2 separate regions of the Sus scrofa genome follow, and region 1 is linked to region 2. The links are chromatin contacts, called in public promoter capture Hi-C maps. All regions are on one chromosome and are shown on one strand. The core of a region is the stretch at or near the end of the contact, and the rest is flanking DNA. Distances in the headings are between cores, read along the strand shown.

Region 1 (3,004 bases), core at 377-2,876, 160 kb after region 2:
TTTGTTGATAGTCTTTTGCTGCACAAAAGGTTTTAATTTTCATAAAGTCCAGTTTGTCTATTTTTCCTTTCACTGCCTGTCCTTTGGTGTCATACCCAAGAAAACATTGCCAAATTCAGTGTCATGAAGACTTTGCTTTATGTTTTCTTCTGAGAACTTAAAATTTTTAGCTCTTACATTTAGGTCTTTAATCCACCTTGGTTAATTTTTTAATGTGGCATTTAGGTCCATCTTCACTCTTTCCAATAAATGGTTTTTTCAGCACCATTTACTGAAAAGACTGTCTTTATGCAAATCCACACTGTTTTGATTACTGTTGCTTTGATAAGTTTTTAATTCAGTGTGAGTCCCAAACTTTATTCTTTTTCAAGATAGTGACACCATGGGATCCTTAACCCCCTAGGTCACCAGGGAATTCCTCAAGACTGTTTTGGCTATTTGGAATCCATCCCTTGGAATTTCTTATGAATTTTAGGATAGATTTTTATATTTCTGTAAAAATACCATTGGGATTTTGATAGGCATTCCATTGAATCTGTAAATTGCTTTAGTATGAACAAGGGATGTCTATTTATGGCTTTAATTTCCTTCATCAACAATTTGCAGTTTCATTATACAAGTCCTTCTCTCCTTGGTTAATTCCTATGTATTTTATTTTTTAAGGTAATTTTATTTTATTTATTATTAATATTATTTTTGCCTTTTAGGGCTGCATCCATGGCATATGGAGGGTCCCAGGCTAGGAACTAATCAGAGCTACAGCTGCCAGCCTACACCACAGCCACAGCAACGCAGTATCCGAGCTGCATCTGCGACTGCATCTGCGACCTACACCACAGCTCAAACCAACGCTGGATCCTTAACCCACTGAGCGAGGCCAGGGATCGAACCCACAACCTCATGGTTCCTAGTCGGATTCGTTCTGCTGAGCCACTACGGGAACTCCTAAACAGTTCAGTCAATTCCTATACTATTCTGGAGGTTTTAAAAGGTTGAGAAATTTGCAGTCTACGGCCTTGGAGTTAATAAAAGGTTGAGTCTGAAATAAGACTCACGACTATGGGACACTAAGCTCCTGGAATTTCAACACAAAATGTCTCAATGTAATCCAGCCGACTGAAAATACCGTCTAGAGGGCGGACGCAGAACCAGAAAAGTGCTGCGATAACAGTAACTCCACGGGCCGTTTAGCCATTCGTAAAACAAACCAAGGTCTTTTACGCTCCCAGCACGATCAGCCACTGCACCCCGCATCCTCCACCATTCGCTGTAACAACGGGCAAAGCTTCTTGCAACTTCTGACCACGGTCTTAGAAACCAGTCTGGAGCTGCCGATCTACTGCTTCTCTGGAAACGAGGCCAGCGGAAGCACCACTCATCAACAAAACCGCACTTTACAGAAGTGTCTCTGTCCGCACAAGTTTTAAAGTTTCTGAGCCCTCCGGGGGCGGTGTCACTGATCTCGCGAGAAGACGGGTCCGCGGAAGGTACAAACTTCCCCCCTGCTTGCTCCGAGGTTTTGCCTACGCGATAAATTCCGGGGTGGGGGAGTGGCCTTGTGGTGCTGCCTCTAGTCGCTCAGAAATCACCCTCAGTTCTACAAGGAAAGCTAGGTCTCCGACTACTATGGAAGGGCAGCAAGGGCAAGAAAGCCCCGTAACCCTCGCACGTGCCCAGGTCATTTCAAGAAAGGCGAATATGCGGAGGCCGAAGCACTGTACTCCGCTTACATTCGCCAGTGCGCCTGTGCGGGCTCCGAGGGAGCGGCGCCCTGGAGGTAAATATCGCGAGATGTGGGGGTGCGGGGTCTCCGCTAGGTGGGAGTAGCCTGGGTTGTCTGATCTCACCACTCAAGGGTACCTCGGGCATTCGTTTAGTTTCCCGAAGGGCGGTGAAGGGAGTATCCTGGCCCGCGGCCCCTCGCGTTCCTCTGGGACACCCACCGGGGAGTCAGAGCACGGGGGTACCGGCTGCCTTTCAGCTTGAGTGTCTTCATTCCTTGTTACTCTGATCCGGTCTTAGAGCGGATAGCGCTTTTCCAGCTGTCATTTTAACAAGTGGGGTATCTGCGACCTGGTGAGGGCGCGATGCCACGGGTGCCACGCTCGCGCACAAAGTACCGCGACTTCAACCACAGCATCACAGCAGGTGTTTTGTTTTTCACTAATGAAAATAAATTTAGTATGGAAATAGTATAATGGACCTCCAGGTAGCCATCACTGGGCTTAAACATTAGTTCATCCCGGACATAATATTATGCATCCATGGATGTTTCAGGATACATTGTTAGATATTAAGGATTTACAAGGACCTAACCTCGGCATTGGTATCACATATCAAATATCAAATATCCAGCTTTAGAGCTTTCCTGATTGATCCGTAAAATTCTTGCTTTGTTGGTTTGTTTTTAGCTGTTGGTTCCAGTTGGGATGCACATCAAATTCACTGTATAGGGCTCGCCTTCGTTTTTCTGCCTTGCAGTTGATTTGGTGAGGAAACCGAATCATGTGTCCCCAGAGTTTCCCCTATTTCGGATTTGCAGTATTCATCCCCCGATGTCATTTAATAGGGCCCTCTGCCTCCTACATGGCTTGTGAGTTGGTAGTTAAATCCTGAGGTTGACCCAATTCAGATGCAGAGTTGTGGTGAGAGTACTGTTAGAAGTGGTGCTGTGTACTTCCAACAGAGAGCGTGGAATGCCTGTCTTTTTTGTGATGTTAGCAACCTCACCTGCTAATACCTGCTTTCCCAAAGAATCTCAGATTGATGCTTGAAGGTGTAACATTTGCTGTGCTCCAAGTTTTGCTGTGGTTGTTCTTGTTGATGGTGTTGAGTGGTCGGATGAGAAGAGAGAACAAGGAGGGTTTGAATGAACAGCTTTTGACAGTTTCGTGTTGTCTGCATTATCACTCTCCTTTTCCCTCAAGGATTTGACTTTTCTTGACAGGATGTCAGCTTGTCTTATTCCGTTTTTGTTTGTTGTTTTTTTTTTTTTTTTTTTTTT
Region 2 (2,855 bases), core at 116-2,615:
AGGGTCCCTGAGAGACGTGAGGGGTGACAGGCAGGGAAGCATGGTGGGAAGCCCTCAGGACTGGCTGATGGAGAATTCGTGGGCGATCTGGAGTTGGGGTTGGGGTGAGGAGAAAACCAGGAAACGAGGAGCGAGCAGAAGGCATGGGAGCCAAGGTGGGGCGGGAGCCAGGAAGTCAAGGTCCAGGCTGGGGAAGCCAAGTGTGACGGCCTCGTGAGAGGCTAGGAGGGGGACAGAGATGCCAGCCAACCCGTGGCCCAATGGGGGCCGGTGCCTGCACTCCCAAAGCATGGCAGGCTGAGCTCAGATGGAGCGTATTCAAAGCCAGGGTGCCAGGTCCTTCCAGCCTGTTGTAATAGGCAATTATCACAGTGAAATGTAAACAGGAAGCCTCTCATTCAATCACCTCGAAATTGGTTTCAAACAATATTAACTCAGAACACACTCCCTCCCTCCCTCCCGTCCCCCCCCCCACACACGCCATGCTGCGCAACAAAAGAAAGTTGCCTTCTTTGCAAATTTACAGGCAGCAGGGGGCACACAGGCCAGGGGGGTGGGGGGGGCCCGGTTCCCCTCCCCCAACAAAGCACACTGGTTACAGGGCAGAGATGACCCAGGAAAACGTGGTACTCAGAGGTCTCCAGGAAGGTCCTGGAAAGTTGGCATGAGGTTCCTTGCACGTCCTCTGAGCTCTGATATTGTTGGAACGCAGATGATCAGAGCATCATGCATGCCAAGGAGACCTGGTCTCACGTGCCTGGCTCCCAACCCACAGGGCTCTGAGGGGCCTGGGGGGCAACACACCGACACTTGCAGGGTCTTGGGCCCATTGGGGGTTCTGGCAAGGGCAGGGTCGGGGTGGAGTTCTGGCCCTTGCTGCAGAGACCAGGAGTGGAGCACGGCGGGGGTGTGCCTACATCACACCTGGAACCCCCTTCTTCACCTTCTATTAAGTCCTCTAGGTAGCATCTCAGTTGCATCTCTACTTTCTTCAGGTGGGGCCACCCAGGCCCAGACCCGTGCAGCCATTCCTCCAGGGTCACACAGCTGCTAAGTGGCAAAGCAAACGCACTGCAGCTTTCAGGCCCAAGATGACAGGGAGAGGCCCTCGGGGGACAACGATGGCAGTTGTCACTGTTTGGAAAAGTACGGAGAACCTCTGCGTTCCAGGAGGCATGACAAGATGTGAGAGTTCCTGATCGAGTTGCACGTCCGCGGCTGGGTCTCACCCAGCTTCCTCCCGGTATCCTGCTCTCCCAAGCCGGCCCTTCCCAGAGGGAGGCGGGCAAGCGCAGGGCATCCCTCGGGGGGCCGGGGTGCAGAGGCGGCGTGGCGGCGCCTTCCTGCCCAGCGCGCTCCACCTCGCGGCCCGAGCGGGAACTGCGGGCTCGGGGGCGACTGGCGGCGAGTCCCCCACGGGCTCCGCCAGGCCCCGCGGCGCCCCTCCCGCTTCGTGGATCACCGGACTCCGCAAGCCTGATCATCACGTAGCATCATGCAAAGACTCGGCTTACTTTCCGCTTCAAGGGCGCAAATGCCAAACGAAATGACAGAATGGACAGTAGAGTGACTGATGCCAGATAGAGGCAGGGGCAGAGGGAACAACACCAGAGACCAAAGAGGACCCGTTCCAGGGGACAGGAGACGTCCGGGGCGGGGGTGGGGGGACGAAGAGCCAGAAAGGAGCAAAGGTTGGAGGGGGCGAGACCCCAAGGTCCAGGGCAGGGTCCTCACAGGGCGGGGTTAGGGAAGTCCTCCAGTGTCCCCCTGGAGAGCTGGGACTCTTTCTGGAAATTGTTGTTTCTCAAGCTACAGGTGCGGGGGTGGTGGTACCCCTGGTTCCAGAGATATTTGAAGGTAGGCAAAGAAATCCAGGAATCACAAGATAAAAATGAAACTTGCCTTTCTTGAGTCTGCTTCAGAGTAACATATTTAAATACATAATTTTTTTGTGTGTGTCTTTTTTAGGACTGCACCTGTGCCATATGCAAGTTCCCAGACTAGGGGTCAAATAGAAGCTGCAGCTGCCGGCCTACACCACAGCCACAGCAACGCCAGATCCAAGCCGCATCTTCGACCTACACCACAGCTCATGGCAACAGGGGATCCTTAACCCACTGAGTGGGGCCAGGGATCCAACCCGCATGCTCGTGGATACTAGTTGGGTTCGTTACCACTGAGCCGTGATGAGAACTCCTAAATACATAAAAGTGAATGTTCAAAAATACTTATTTATTCCAAAAAGATTTATGGAACCCGTAATGCAAAATCCCACTCATTTAAAGCTGACACAGGAGACTTCCATTGCATTGAGCTGCAGGAGGCTGCTTCAGGATGCTCCCCCAGGTAAGGAGACACCATCCCATCCACCTGCCCTGAGAGCCCACCTGTGGAAATGCCAGAAAACTAGGAGGGGAGGCAAGTAGGAGGACAGGAGGTCAGGTGGCATTGGGTGCAGGTCACTCTGGCTGCTCAGATGGAGGAGAAAAGTCAGGAGTCCGGGAAAGAAACTGCACTGCTGCCAGGACCTCTGTTTTGACTTTGGGGCACCCGGACAGGGTCTTGGAAACCCCTATGAGGCCCCAGATCACTTTGAGGACTGCTTAATTAAGAATAATAGTCATGGAGAGTTCCCGTCATGGCACAGCAGAAATGAATCTGAGTAGGAACCATGAGGTTTCAGGTTCCATCCCTGAACCTCAGGGGGTTAAGGATCTGGCATTGCTGTGAGCTGTGGTGTAGGCCAGGGGCTGGAGCTCCAATTGGACCCCTAACCTGGGACCTTCCATATGCTGCGGGTATGGCCCTAGAAAAGCCAAAAAAAAAAAAAAAAAGAATAATAGTTATGGGGAGTT

The links. Promoter capture Hi-C pulls out the DNA fragments that hold promoters and counts their contacts.
Region 1: a promoter capture Hi-C map of fetal liver shows a contact between it and region 2, with 4 times the contacts expected there. A contact is called at or near these places in 2 of 5 promoter capture datasets (fetal liver and liver), 5 of 47 Hi-C or Micro-C datasets (embryonic fibroblasts, epiblast stem cells, fetal liver and 1 more) and 1 of 2 datasets of targeted methods (alveolar macrophages).

What each region holds. Positions count from the first base shown.
Region 1 is chr3:118,271,487-118,274,490 of Sscrofa11.1, forward strand. TTC32 (tetratricopeptide repeat protein 32) reads left to right here and starts at 1,627. Exons shown (of 4, transcript XM_003125338.3): 1 at 1,627-1,675; 2 at 1,678-1,777. The coding sequence starts at 1,627. WDR35 (WD repeat-containing protein 35) reads left to right here. Exons shown (of 29, transcript XM_021087811.1): 27 at 1-1,777.
Region 2 is chr3:118,109,331-118,112,185 of Sscrofa11.1, forward strand. No RefSeq gene overlaps it. Among named protein-coding and RNA genes, the nearest start is that of LAPTM4A, 41 kb to the right of the region's middle.